Linked DNA regions of Sus scrofa: regions 1 and 2 are each linked to region 3. The links are chromatin contacts, called in public Hi-C and promoter capture Hi-C maps. All regions are on one chromosome and are shown on one strand. Each heading gives the region's core, a stretch centred on a gene start, on an enhancer-like site or on the middle of the called end of the contact. The rest is flanking DNA. Distances are from core to core; before and after follow the strand shown.

The links. Promoter capture Hi-C pulls out the DNA fragments that hold promoters and counts their contacts. Hi-C and Micro-C count contacts between places; a contact is called where the count stands out from the background.
Region 1: a promoter capture Hi-C map of fetal liver shows a contact between it and region 3, with 3 times the contacts expected there. The contact joins the promoter of ZNF592 here to the promoter of MAN2A2 in region 3. A contact is called at or near these places in 1 of 5 promoter capture datasets (fetal liver) and 1 of 2 datasets of contacts at active chromatin or transcription factors (alveolar macrophages).
Region 2: a Hi-C map of skeletal muscle shows a contact between it and region 3, with 6 times the contacts expected there. The contact joins the promoter of ZNF774 here to the promoter of MAN2A2 in region 3. A contact is called at or near these places in 1 of 47 Hi-C or Micro-C datasets (skeletal muscle) and 2 of 2 datasets of contacts at active chromatin or transcription factors (alveolar macrophages and skeletal muscle).

What each region holds. Positions count from the first base shown.
Region 1 is chr7:52,791,562-52,796,015 of Sscrofa11.1, forward strand. ZNF592 (zinc finger protein 592) reads right to left here and starts at 2,389. Exons shown (of 11, transcript XM_021098901.1): 1 at 2,283-2,389.
Region 2 is chr7:52,983,979-52,988,136 of Sscrofa11.1, forward strand. It overlaps ZNF774 (zinc finger protein 774), which reads left to right and starts at 1,691. Exons shown (of 4, transcript XM_021098908.1): 1 at 1,691-1,854; 2 at 3,552-3,674. The coding sequence starts at 3,571.
Region 3 is chr7:53,497,410-53,501,996 of Sscrofa11.1, forward strand. It overlaps MAN2A2 (alpha-mannosidase 2x), which reads left to right and starts at 1,508. Exons shown (of 24, transcript XM_001929378.5): 1 at 1,508-1,738; 2 at 2,006-2,471; 3 at 3,344-3,493; 4 at 4,308-4,565. The coding sequence starts at 2,439.

The DNA of each region.
Region 1 (4,454 bases), core at 1,139-3,638, 700 kb before region 3:
AGAGGATTAGGTTAAATATGATAATGCCTGCAAAAGTCTTCTAAAATTGATTCTTTCACCTAATGGCAGTCCAGAAATGTTAATTCATTTTCCTTTCCCTTCCTAAAAGCTGGGCAAAATCGTCTGAGGAAAAGGATCCTCCCCAGACTGCTTGAGGCTTTTTCAGGCAGATCAAGTAGTTAGGCCATTCAACACAGAAAGCCTTACCATACCTGCTTATCTTGGTCCACACCAGAGTCCTCGAAAATGTAAATAACGTCATGTCACTCACTTAAACCCCTTCAAAGGTTCCTAATTACACTGGGAATACAATCCAAATTAAGGAGGGAAGGCATTCTGTCCCCAAGGCCCCAGTGATCTGACACACCTCTCCATAGACTTATCTCCTCTTTCTCCCTTTCCCCCCTACAGCCACACAGGCCTCTTTCACTTCCTCCAACTTGCCGAGCTCTGTGCTGCTCCACACATGGTTAACTCTTAACCCTCCTTCAAGTCTCAGCATAAATGTCACTTCCTCAAGGGAAGTCTTCCCTGAGCCCCCAACCCAAATAAAGGGCGACGTCTCTTACCACTCTTCACATTTCTTTCCTTGTACTCATCACAGTTTGAAATGATTAGTTCACTACTACCTTCAAAGTTTTATTCAAAAGACTTTCTTAGGAGGTCTTTCCAGGCCACTCGAATATAAATTCAGTCCTCACCCAACAACTCATAGCCTCCTTTCTTATTTTATTTTTCTCCTTAGCACTTATTAACAGACTATATTTTTATTACATATTTAATTTTATTGTCTCCCCCCACCCCAAGCCTCCAGGATGAAACTTCCACAAGGGCAGTTATTTTTGCTTGCTTTCTTCACAGTATCTAAAACAATGCCTGGCACATACTAGTTGACAAATATTTGTTGTTGAATGAAATTTCAAGATGATTTGCTTATTATTGGGCCTTCCCACAAGTCAATGAGCTCAATTAAGCTAAAACATGTCTTTTTGGTTTACCGCTGTACTCCCAAAACCTAGTCCAGTGCCTGGCACATAATAAGTGCTCAGTAAAATTTTGCTGAATGAATCAAAGCCACGACCAGTGGAAACATTGGAAAATGATCAAAATGTGTGTGCTAGCACCTTGCTTCCTGCTCTCTTTCACTGTGTAGTGTACCTATGAGTTTGAGGAAACAGATCCCTGAAATCCTACCAAGTACCCACCAGGCCAGGCATGTCCACATCCTGTATCCTTAGCCACACTCTACACACCAACAGATGCACCAGACAGCCCTTCCAGGAACACAGAGCTGAAGGCAAGTGGGCCAACCCTAAGCCAAATACCATCTTACCCCCAAGTCCCCTCCTCCAGTTCTATTCTAGACTAGTCCTGGGTGTTAGACATACTGCCCTGGGTGGGTCTGTGAATTTACTCCAATCCAGGCTTTTTAATGCCATCTCTGGCCTACGCAAAAGAAAAAATGGAGAAGAAAAAAAAAAAAAAAAGTTAAAAATCCCTGAGCAGTTCTGATAATCCTGGGGTTCTCAGAAGCAGGCACACCTCAGGTCGTACAGACCCCTCCCCCTCACACGCGCTGATCCAAGGCCAGGAGGCCATCTGTCCAGCAGACGCTCCCCGTCCTCCCTCGGGTCACATTGAGCCTCCCCCTCAGGTTGGCAGGAAAAGCCCCTGCAGAGACAACCTCCACCCTGATCAACAGGCCTGGTCACTCCCTGGGCCCCCAACTCCGGGGCAGGAATACCTGTCTGCTCCCGATGAAACCTCCCCCGGGGTCAGAACTTGGGCGGGGGGGGGCGAAGGGGAACGGAGGGGCGCCAAAAAAGGTCGATCCCCCAAGTGTCTACTCCGGGACGGCGACAGCTCTTCGGGCGGCCCAGACGGTCCGACTGACAGGACGCCCCAGCGGGGGAAAGTGGCACCGTTATCCGTGCCCGGGCAGGGGGCCGTGGGCCGACGCCGAGGGCGGCCGCCCGTCCCGCGCCAGGAGGACAGCAGCATGCCCGCCCAGCCGGGTAGCGGCGGGTCGGGGCGGCGGAAGGGGCAGGCGGCCCGTCGGCCGGGGGCGGGGTGGGGTGGCGGCCGGGGCCCGCCAGGCGGCGGTCGGGGGAAGTGGCTGCCGCCTCGGGCGGCGAGCAGGGTCCGCCTGGCTGCAGGGCCGGGCCTCGGCGCGGGCGCGGGCTCGGCCCCGGCTCCGCTCAGCCCCGGCTCAGGCTAGGGCGGCCTCGGCGGCGGCCCCGGCCCACAAGCCCCGCCCGGCCCGGCCCGCGGGGGGCGCTTACCTGGCGGCGGCGGCGGCTGCAGGCCCCGGGCTCGGCCGCGCGCGTCCCCAGCGCCGGCTGCGGGAGCCACAACATGGCGACGGCGGTGGCGGGCGGGGCTGCGGCTCCGGGGGCGGAGCGGGGGCGGGAGCCGGCCTGGCGGCGGGACCTGGCTGGGGCCGCGGGGGGGTGGGGGGAGGCGGAAGGCGACTCGGACCTGGGCGCCCGGCCCAGGGCGGTGTGGCTGAGCGGCTGCCCCAGCCCCAGTCTGGGCCCGGCCTCTCGCCTCTTGCCTTCGGCCTCCCGCCTCCCGTCCCGGGCGGGCTGCGCGGCACCGACCCGACGGCGGCGGGCGGGGCAGGGGAGGCACGGGGAAGAAATAGAACCCCAACCTCGCGGACCCGGGCCCGGCCCGCGGGCTCGCCTGCCTCTCCTGCCCAGCAGAGCACCCGGAGCGGTACCGGCCCAGCGGCCGCTCTCCGCGACTTGGGCCTCTCGTCCTCTGACGCGCCTCCCGGGCAGGGCCGAGGTCGGGGCCGAGGTCTCCCACTAGAGGGCCACGATCTGCCTACGCGGCTGTGTCGCCCTAGCGGAGGGCGAGCGCCTCAGGAGCTGAGACGGCGTCCTCTTCCCTCAGATCTGGCACTAGTGGAGCCTAGTAGGCAGCTATGTGAAAGGTAGCAGAGGGGGCATGGGCCTGGCGCTTACTAGGTGCGCCCTCAATGTTGGGTCATTGCTATATCTAGAGACCTGCACGAAGGCCCGGAGGAATGGAGCCTCTGGAGGAACCGTGAGACCCGCGGTGAACAGAGTTGAAGGCCTGGCAACGGGTGCCTCCCAGGGTATAGACGGCGAGACCTCCGAGTTACAGGGGAAGCTAGGACTGTGCAAGGTGAGAACGGAGAGGTGGGCAGATGGCCCAGAAGGTGACCAGCAGGACCTTCCAAGAGCCCAGCGTACCTGGAGACAGGCGGAATTAAGGCAACAGCCAGGTGATAGTGTGAGAACCCAGAGATGAGGCCCTGGTGTCTGGCAGTGAGCACCCACTGCCAACCGTGGAGAAGTGCGTCTGAAGAACGGGGAAGGACAGGCCAATCTTCAAGAGGGGTGGAACTTTCAGCCCGGTCCGACTGTGGGCCAGACTCTAAGCTGAGCTGAGCTCTTGAGTAGGGAGTAAGTGGTAGTGAAGCGCTGAAGGCAGTAAAAAGGGTGGTGGTTCTTTCCCGAAGTTTGGCAGGGAGAGGGGAAGAAAAGCAGGCCTTATGTATAGCTCCAGGGGTAGTTGGAGCAGAGGAGAAAGGTGATTTTTTTTTTCTTTTAAATTGAGGAGGTGCACTCAAAAGAGCTGATAGGGGAGAATAAAAAGATGAGAGAGAATAATTAATGGTGCATGATCTCATAAAAGGAAAACGAGATGGGGGGGTGCTAAGAAATCTGAGAAGAGGCACACTTCTTCCAACCAGGTTTAAAGGATACACAAAGATAGAAATAAATATTTTAGGGTGGGGAGGTATGCATACTCAGCCAGGCATGTTCCCATGGTTCAGTGACCTGGATGACCCCCAAAGTCAACCATAATCCTGCTGGGGTCACTGCCCTTTAAAACTTACATGTAGTTGGCTCTGGGAAACCCAAGATCTCTGCCAATATTTCCAAAGATTCATGGGGGAACTTGGAGTTCTCTAAATAATCACTGGCCCCAATTGCCCTTTTAGGAAATTTGTCACTATACCTTGGATACCACTCCATTTATTTTATTAAGATTTAATTTTATATTTTTAATGTTCTAGTGGTCTTAAGGTTGTCTTTTCTGGATTTTTTTTTTTTTGGTCTTTTTGACATTTCTTAGGCCACTCCGGTGGCATATGGAGATTCCCAGGATAGGGGTCGAATTGGAGCTGTAGCCACCGGCCTACACCAGAGCCACAGCAACCCAGGATCCAAGCCATGTCTGTAACCTACACCACAGCTCACAGCAACACCAGATCCTTAACCCACTGAGTGAGGCCAGGGATCAAACCTGCAACCTCCTGGTTCCTAGTCAGATTCGATAACCACTGAGCCACAACAGGAACTCCAGTTGTTAGGGGTTTTTTACCTTTTTTTTGGCTTTTCTAGGGCCGCACTAGTGGCACATGGAGGTTCCCAGGCTAGGGATCTAATTGGACCTGTAGTTGCTGGCCTACACCACAG
Region 2 (4,158 bases), core at 441-2,940, 510 kb before region 3:
GGGAGAGGAAAGGAAGTGGGATGGATAGTAGATGCAAACTATTATATTTAGAATGCATAAGCAATGAGGTCCAACTATATAGCACAGGGAACTATATTCAATATCCTGAGATAAACCATAATGGAAAAGAATATGAAAAAGAATATATGTATGTATAACTGAATCACTTTGTTGTACAGCAGAAATTGACACATCATAAATCAACTTTGCTTAAAAAAAAAAAAGGCCAGGGCAAAAGAAACAAGCGGTGTGGGGGTGGGGAGGGGCGGCAGGAGATAACTGTCAGCCAAATTCTGTGATTCTTCATTCATCCTCCCTCCACTCTTCCTGCTTATTGGTTGAAGAGCTACAGAACTCCCACCCATGGCAGAACACCGGAAAGACTCCTAAGAGGACTTGAGATGCCTTTGACTCCCTAGGGCCTGCTAAACTATGTTCTGGTCACATGAGGCCTGGAAACCTCAAGCTTTTCTGGATGTTCCTTGCTCTTCCTGCTAAGCAAAACCAGATATTAGTCTATAGGAGACAGAATTCCCCAAACTGCTGTTGTGGTTATCTTGCAGATGTCTAAATTATGTAGTAAATGCTAACCAAGATGCCCCTGGTTATATGAGCAAAAGGAGAAAAGACAAAATATTACTTCGTATTTTAGTCTTTTGTAGATTATCTCCTCTGTTGGACTGTGAACGTCATGAAAGCAAGAATCATGTGGAATTCATGTGGGTAACCACAGTGCCAGAACAGTCTTGAGTACAGAACATTACTGATGAAAATTCGTTAGAAGATGCACCATACATGTTTGTTGAAGAAATGGTTGAATTAGCATCAGAGTCTTCCGCATTAGCCCATTGGCTGGTAATTCTAAGCTTTTTACAGTCCATCACAAAATATACTTTCCTTTTTTAAATTGCAGTAAATCAACAGAGTAGACAGGCATATTTTTTTGATGGTAAGGAAAGTCTTCCATTATTGGCTAGACATCCCCCACCCCCTCAAAGTGAATACGGGCTCTCAGGTGAGATCCAGGAGTCTCCACAGTTTGGAACCTAATACCACATTTCCTAGAATACTTGACACTCTCGCTGGCCTCCTCTGGCCATTAACAGGTGTACTGACCAATGGAAAGGGGATATGCCTGGCAACTGTGCTAAGAGAAGGAAGCTGATGGTCTGTTTTCCACTAACGGTTCCTGATGGGGTTTGTTATGCCCAGTCCGAGTTGGCCTGGAACTTGTAAAGAGGCAGACACCATTCAGGCCATGGCCGCCGCGGGGTAGGGGGAGAGAGGGACCCGGCGGAGGAGGCTGCACAGCAAGGCCGAATCGACGAGCTGCTCCGCGCTCTGGAAGGTCTAGGTGCCAGAGCGCGGGCGATGCAGAAATTGGTACAAGGCTGCTCTGCGATAGTCAGGTGAGGCCCGGAGGTTCGAATCTCAGATCCCTCTCTGGATGTACGGTCTTTGGATCCCCTTCTTAGCTCTGAAGAGGCGGTTCCAGCGGCCGGGCAGCTCGGGAACTGGGTGTTAACACTTGTCACCGCAGGGAATTGGGCGTCCCGGTACTCGCAGTTCTTTGGGACTACGTCTCCCAAAAGACTCAGCTGTGATTGACAGCTCTAACAGCCTATGGACGAGGAATACCTCTCGTCCCAGAAACCGAGAAGCCAATGGAAAAAGGACAGGGGCGGTGTTTTCCGGCTGCTGGCTGTCCAGCCCAGAGTCCCACCTGTGTCCCCACAGCCCTGTCACGAGTCCCGGTCGGGTTCTGGGCGGCACCGCCACGGCGTTGCTGACCAGTTTGGCTTGGCGGTGGAGGACCCTCCCTTCGTGCTCCATCCTCGGCTGGGTCTCTGGGTGGTGAGTGAGCCGGGGAAGGAGATCACTGCGGCTGCCGCTCGTGCGATGCTGAGGGACGTGGATAGGGCTTGCCCGCCGCCCCGCCAACGCCCCTGCGGGATCCCCCCGGTTGCCTTTCGGAGCCCGCGGGTCTTGCTGAGGACTGGGGAGAGGTAGCCGCGGTTTTCTCCGCCTGCATCTGGAGAGCTCATACTCTTAATTTTTTGCTCCTTGTGGCTGGTCCCCTGGTTTCAGCTTAGTTTTGCGACCCTCTGACCGCTGCACCCAGATTGGGGCCTGCAGCACGGAGGGAGGAGAATGGGTGTCAGCCCTACCCATGTGGTCATGTTCCTATTAATAAACCCAGTGAACAAACTGGTGCTTCTCACAATGGCACTTAGTCACCGCACCTCCGAGCTCTAGGTCCTTGAGGTCACTCTCAAAAGGGGGCAGGGGCAAGAGACTGGGTGGGAAATCGGGTTTCTCTAGCTCTGGCTAAGAACTCTCACCCGCTCAATCCTGCTGTCTCCTGCAGGTGGGCCCTTCTGTTGGGTTTTATAATGGATATAGAAATAAAATTTCAAAACTCATAACAGTTTTCACTTCCTAATGACTTTATTTTAATTTGTTAAGGTTTTAAGCCAGAGAGATGAAAGGTATTACCTAAGGTTTTTAGGTTGTTAAAAATCCAGTACTTGATAAGTGACCAATAATAAATGCATAAATGTTTCCATGAAAAGTGGTTTTGTGTGTACCCGAGTAGTAGCCAGGTTCTTTGGTGAGACAAAGATGTGAAACTTCTTCATACCATTCTGGTCCATCCTCCACTGAAATGCAGAATTCTTTGTAGCAGGTTCAGCTGGATGACTTGTATTTGTTTCTATTGGAAACTCTTTTTTAAGTGGGAAAACAAACAAGTATTATCACATGTCTTTGTCACCCCTAATCTTACAACATATTAGCTACTCAATAAATTACTGATTTGTCCAGTAACCTGACCATCTCCCCCCAAATAATTTTTTCATAATACTTATGATCATTTTATTAGTGTGTTAATGGTTGTTTTTAGCCCCCAAGTATTTTGTTTTGTCCTTATCCTCATTGAATTTCACTTAATTTTACAGCTTGTCCATATTGTTTTTTTCATTTTAAATACATGTCCTTTTAAGTTCCATTTCTGACTGCATTAAACCTTGAAATAGAGTGGTACCTAGGGCAATTCCCTTTGAGCTTCTGCATAGTCTGTTCCCTGAGGTTGACATCAAATCTACAAGCCACGAAAAGTCAGCTATTCTAACTGATATAAGTATAATTAAAACCGCAGTTTCCTACTTAGACGAGGAAAATGTAGTTGGAGAGAGTTCAAAACTTTCCAGAAATCAAGTTATACCTGCACATTCTCTCCTCTGTTTATCTTGTCCATCATGGACAATTTATTCCTCAAAAAATTAATGTCTCCAAAGACTGAAGTTTCCATAGATGTGTTTGGGAGGCTCAGGCTTCACTTGGCGATGAGCAAGTTGGTTAAGGGAAAGATGATGTAAAAACAGAGAAAGAAAAGCAACACTTCTGTGGTTGACAGCACACAGAGCTATTCTGGCCTGGGGAGGGGGGTTGGTTGGATATGTTGCATGGCTGTAGTGTCTGTCTTATGATTTTGAGACAGTGGTGAGAATATCTAAAGAGCTACTGATACATACTGAGGTCTCTTGCTTTAGGAACTGATGACGCTCAGTGATGTGGCTGGGAACTTCAGGGAAGAGTGGGTTACCTGGCCACTGCTTAGAGAGTCCTCTTCGGGGATACTACCCTGCACAGTTAGAAGAATGGGCTCTCAATGGGTAAGAATACTACTCTCCTTTAGACTTAGATATCTTGAGCAGGCCCAGATCTGAGTGGTCTCTAGGGATGCTGGTCTCTTAGAGTTCCAGATCTCTGTAAGAGTAATTGTTGCCTCCCTGGCAGAAAAGGAATGACTTCCATTTTTATGGCACTTAGTAATTTGCAGATCTCTTTGATATTTATTGTTTTATTGATATTTTGCCATTCCCCCTTTGATATATATGTTTTCATCCTCCTTTTCCAGCTTAGGACCCTGAGACTCATAAGTGGCAGAGATGAGAGTCCAATCCAGGTCTTTGTGGAAAGGGGGGAGCTCTCCTCATAGGTTTTTTTTTTTCCCCTGTCACTTAAAAACAAAACAAAACAAAACGAAAACAGGAGTTCCCACCGTGGCTTAATGGTTAACGAACCTGACTAGTATCCATGAAGACAAGAGTTTGATTCCTGGCCTCGCTCAGTGGGTTAAGGATCTAGCATTGCCAT
Region 3 (4,587 bases), core at 258-2,757:
TTGGGGTCCTGCTAGCTGCCATGTTGCACTTAGGGACTGCTTGACGTCTTGATAGAGGGGAATTTTGGGGGAGTAATGGAAAGGTTCTATGCTTTGATCTGAATGGTGGTTATACTTGTATACACATTTATTAAAACTCTTCAAGCAGTAAATACACTTAAGACTTGTGCCATATAAGTTGTATCGCAATTAAAAAAAAAAAAACCCACCAGAAAACTAATAAGAGCTCTTGAAAATAAGATTACGATAGCCAAAATGAGAAATTCAGTATAAGGATCAGAAGATAAATTTCCCAGAACATTGGGCAAAACACAGGGATACAGAGGATGATGAAACCAGTCCAGGTCTCACACCTTAATAACAGGCATTCTAGTTAGCAAATAAACCTAGAAAGCTGTTTCTGATGGTGATAAACAAAATGGGAGTCAAACTAATAAGATGGTTTTGTTAAGTGTGGTTAATCAACCAAAAAGTCATTTAAGGAATTTTCAACAGTTTGTGGAGGGCTGGTAGAAACTGGCACAGTCCTTTTGGGGCGCAACAGAATGCGCTAAATCCTAATCTTGTGCCCAGGTAACCTCACTGCGGCAAATTTGTCCTAAGACAATCATTTTAGAAGACAAATGTGGAATTCATGGAGATGTTTTATTATGTGTGATTTATTATGCTGCACGATTATAAACAACCCAGATGCCCAGTCAAAGAACAAGTAAGAAAAGCATAGATCTGGAGTTTCCGGCATGGCGCCGCAGAAACAAATCCGACTAGGAACCATGAGGTTTGGGGTTCAATCCCTGGCCTTGCTCAGTGGGTTAAGGATCCGGCATTGCCAAGAGCTGTGGTGTAGGTCGCAGATACTGCTCGGATCTGGCGTTGCTGTGGCTGTGACACAGGCTGGCAGCTGTAGTTCCGATTGGACTCCTAACCTGGGAACCTCCATATGCCGCGGGTGCGACCCTAAAATAATAATAATAATAATAAATAAAAATTTTTTAAATTAAAAAAGGAAAGTATAGATCTTATTCACCGGTGGCAAGCACGGCAAGGGATCGTGATGAACGCACGGTACCAAGAGAAGGCAGCGCCCCCTTGCCTGAGAAGCGTAACTGTATCGAATTAAGGATACCTACCCCAGAGGGGGGGAGGGGGCCGGAAAATGTGCTCCATCGTTTGGCTGGTGAAATGAAGGAGGAATGTTTCTACTGCTGGTAGATAACAAGGCGCTTACTCTAGCAAGATTCAAAAAACATCAAGTTGCGCTCCGCTCCAGGCGGCTAGGCAGCGCGCCAAGACCGGGGTCGCGACTGCGGCTGCGCACTGCGGCCCGGCCGCCCGCGCCAGGGGGCCCCCGGTCCTGACCGCACCGGAAGCGCCCGGCCGGCCAGCGGGAGCCGAGCGAGGGCAGTAGCCGGGGCCCAGCTCGCCCGGCTCGGCAGGGGCGCACCGCAGACAGCGGCGGTGCCTGGGCGAGCAGGCGGGGCCGAGGCGGCGCGGGGGCGGGCGAGCCTGTCCCCGCCCCGCATGCCGTTCGGCCCGGCGGCCGCGAGAGGCCGGGGACCCGCGCCGGGTGGGCGCAGCGGAGCGCGCCGGTGGCCCTGGCCCCAGCGGGAGCGACGGGTGGGCGGACGCCCGCCTTCGCCTGCATCGCTGTCTTTCCCCCGGGCCGTTGTCCCCCGGGATGTGAGGGCCGCAGCTCCGCCGGCGGGGCCTGGAGTGGAGCGGAGAGCGGACGCAGACGGTAACGCGCTGGGCGGGCGCGGGGAGGGCTCTGGCTGCCCCGGCCGTGTCCAGGCTTGGGCAGCAGGAGCGCGGGCAGCGCTTCGGGGTCAGAGGCGGCCGGAGATCCCGCATCGGGCAGTTGTCGTTGAGGTCCCAGAGCCGGCAGAGCCAGGGAGGGCCGCAGCCCAGGAGGGCCGGGAGGGGGCTGGGCCGGCCAGCAGGCGAGCGCCCGGAGACCCGGCGGCAGGTGCCGGGACCCCCTTGGGATCCAACTCTCTCTCCCCAGCTCCACCTACTTTGGCCTGAACCCAGCCTCCGAGGGCTAAAAATATTGCCCCGAGGCTCCTGAGCGGAATCAGATCGTGCTAAGTAGGGCACAAGGCTGCAGAGGCGACCGAGCTCTTCGGCCCCGGGGCTGGAGGAAGACTCCTGAGCAGCGGCTCCCACCTACGCTCGGCGGCTAGCGGTCTCGCTCAGCCCAGCAGGCAAGTGCGGGGCCGCAGTGGTTCTCTGAAGTTGCCCCACACCGAGCAGCCGCGCCTAGCTTCTCGCTACCCATCAATCACTGCTGGCTTCTCAGGGGGTCCTGTAAATGCTTTATAAGCAGTGGCCGAAAGTTACCCACTGAAGGAATTAGAACTATCAGGCAGAAGCCGTAGGGCTCTTCGTGTTAGAAACGTCAGCTGTGGCTTCTTTTTAAATTCATTCCATGTTTCTGAATGAGAGAGGAGCTGTGCCAGGCACTGTTTCTGGTGAGTACCAGTCCGATTCAAGAGGGTAGGGAGAAGAACTTTCTTGTTAGTCTCCGGGGGCTTTGGCTGTATCTTTTTTTTTTAAATCCTCTTTTTTCCCTATTTTTCTTTTTTTCTTCTTCTTCTTTTTTTTTTTTTTTTTTTGGAGGAGGGCCCACCTGTGACATAGGGAAGTTCCCAGGCTAGGGTCCAGTTGGAGCTGTGTTGTCAGCCTACACCACAGCTCACAGCAGTGCTGGATCCTTAACCCACTGAATGAGGCCCCAGATTGAATCCGCATCCTCATGGATACTAGTCGGGTTTGTTAATGCTGAGCCACAACGGGAACTCCTGGCTGTATCCTTTAAATCAAAACAGATACCAGTGTATTCCTTTGAAAATAGAAGCATATGGGCAGGGAGCCTGGACACCCTCCTCCTTTAAGTGATTGTGTCTTTCTTGTAGGCAAGCCCTGTGGGCAGCTGGTGATAATCAGGACATTGTATGGCTAACTCAACAGCCACAGCTGGGAAGTTTGTTATCTGGTCGTGTTTTTTTTTTGTTTGTTTTTTTTTTTTAATAGCATCCACCTGGGAGAGAGCATCATCTTCACCCTAGGGACAGAGTGCCTCCAGGACTAGGCAGGACCAGTCTCAGATGTGCCTCTTGCTAGTACTTTCTTTGTCTCAGCCAAGAGAAGACAGTCCAGGTTGGGTCAGGCTCCATAGCCATTGCTGGGATTTGGTGCTTAGAAGCTTCATTTTCTCTGGAGTCAGACAAAATAGGTGTTCCTTGGGAGCAGCCCTTTGGAGGAACTCAGTGGGGCATTTTGGTGGGAAGAGCACTAGGGGCATTTTGCCTGCCGGAGCTCCCTCTGGTGTCCCTCTGGCCAGGTTTGTGTGGAGGCCAGTATGAAGCTGAAAAAGCAGGTGACAGTGTGTGGGGCTGCGATCTTCTGTGTGGCGGTCTTCTCACTCTACCTCATGCTGGACCGAGTGCAGCATGATCCCACCCGACACCAGAATGGTGGCAACTTCCCCCGGGTGAGTCCTGCCTGATTTCTAATCCCTGCGTGTACAGATCATCTGGGCGCAGGTTATTGCCCCCACTGGAGAGTCATGTCAGCCCAGGACAGGAGCATTCCTTCCCAACAGGCAGATTTTCTGGAACCTCAAAGCTGAAAGCAGTGATGGCCAAAAAAGAAAGACGGAGTTCCCGTTGTGGCTCAGTGGTTAATGAACCCAACCAGCATCCATGAGGATGCAGGTTTGATCCCTGGCCTTGCTCAGTGGGTTAAGGATCTGGCATTGCCGTGAGCTGTGGTGTAGGTCACAGACCTGGCTCAGATCTCGAGTTGCTTTGGCTGTGGCATAGGCTGCCGGCCACAGCTCCTATTTGACGCCTAGCCTAGGAACCTCTCTATATCACGGAAAGAAAGAAAGAAAGAAAGAAAGATGGGAGGAAAAATGGCAACATATACTGCCGCTCTGTTCTGGATTCTAGGCGGCCGTTGCTAATGTCTCGCAGCAGTCTTTCCTACTAAGCCCCAGGGCAGTCCTTGTCAGCGTGCTGCTCCCAATGATTGTTGAAAATAGACATGGGAGTTGAAATCTTGGCCACCCATGAGCTAGGGAGTGCGGGGACTCCCACTCCAAGCAGATGGCAGTCCTCAGTAGTGCTTCTCACCTCTTCTTATCTGAACAGAGCCAACAGTGCTGTAGGCCCATGGCCCTGCCTTCGACTGGGGGAGGGAAGGCTCAGAGTCAGGCATCAGATGGTGGGCCCCAAGCAGAGATCCTCCATGTGACATAAGAGCTTGGGGTGGTGGCTTTCTGATTTTTTTTTTTTTTTTGGCAGAGTCAAATTTCTGTGCTGCAGAACCGCATTGAACAGCTGGAGCAGCTGTTGGAGGAGAACCATGAGATCATCAGTCACATCAAGGACTCCGTGCTGGAGCTGACTGCCAACGTGGAGGGCCCACCTGCCCTGCTGCCCTACTCTATGGCCAATGGCTCCTGGGTGGTGCCACCAGAGCCCCGGCCCAGCTTCTTCTCTGTCTCCCCTCAAGACTGCCAGTTTGCTCTGGGGAGCCGGGGCCAGAAGCCAGAGCTGCAGGTAAGAGTGAGAGCTGACAGGG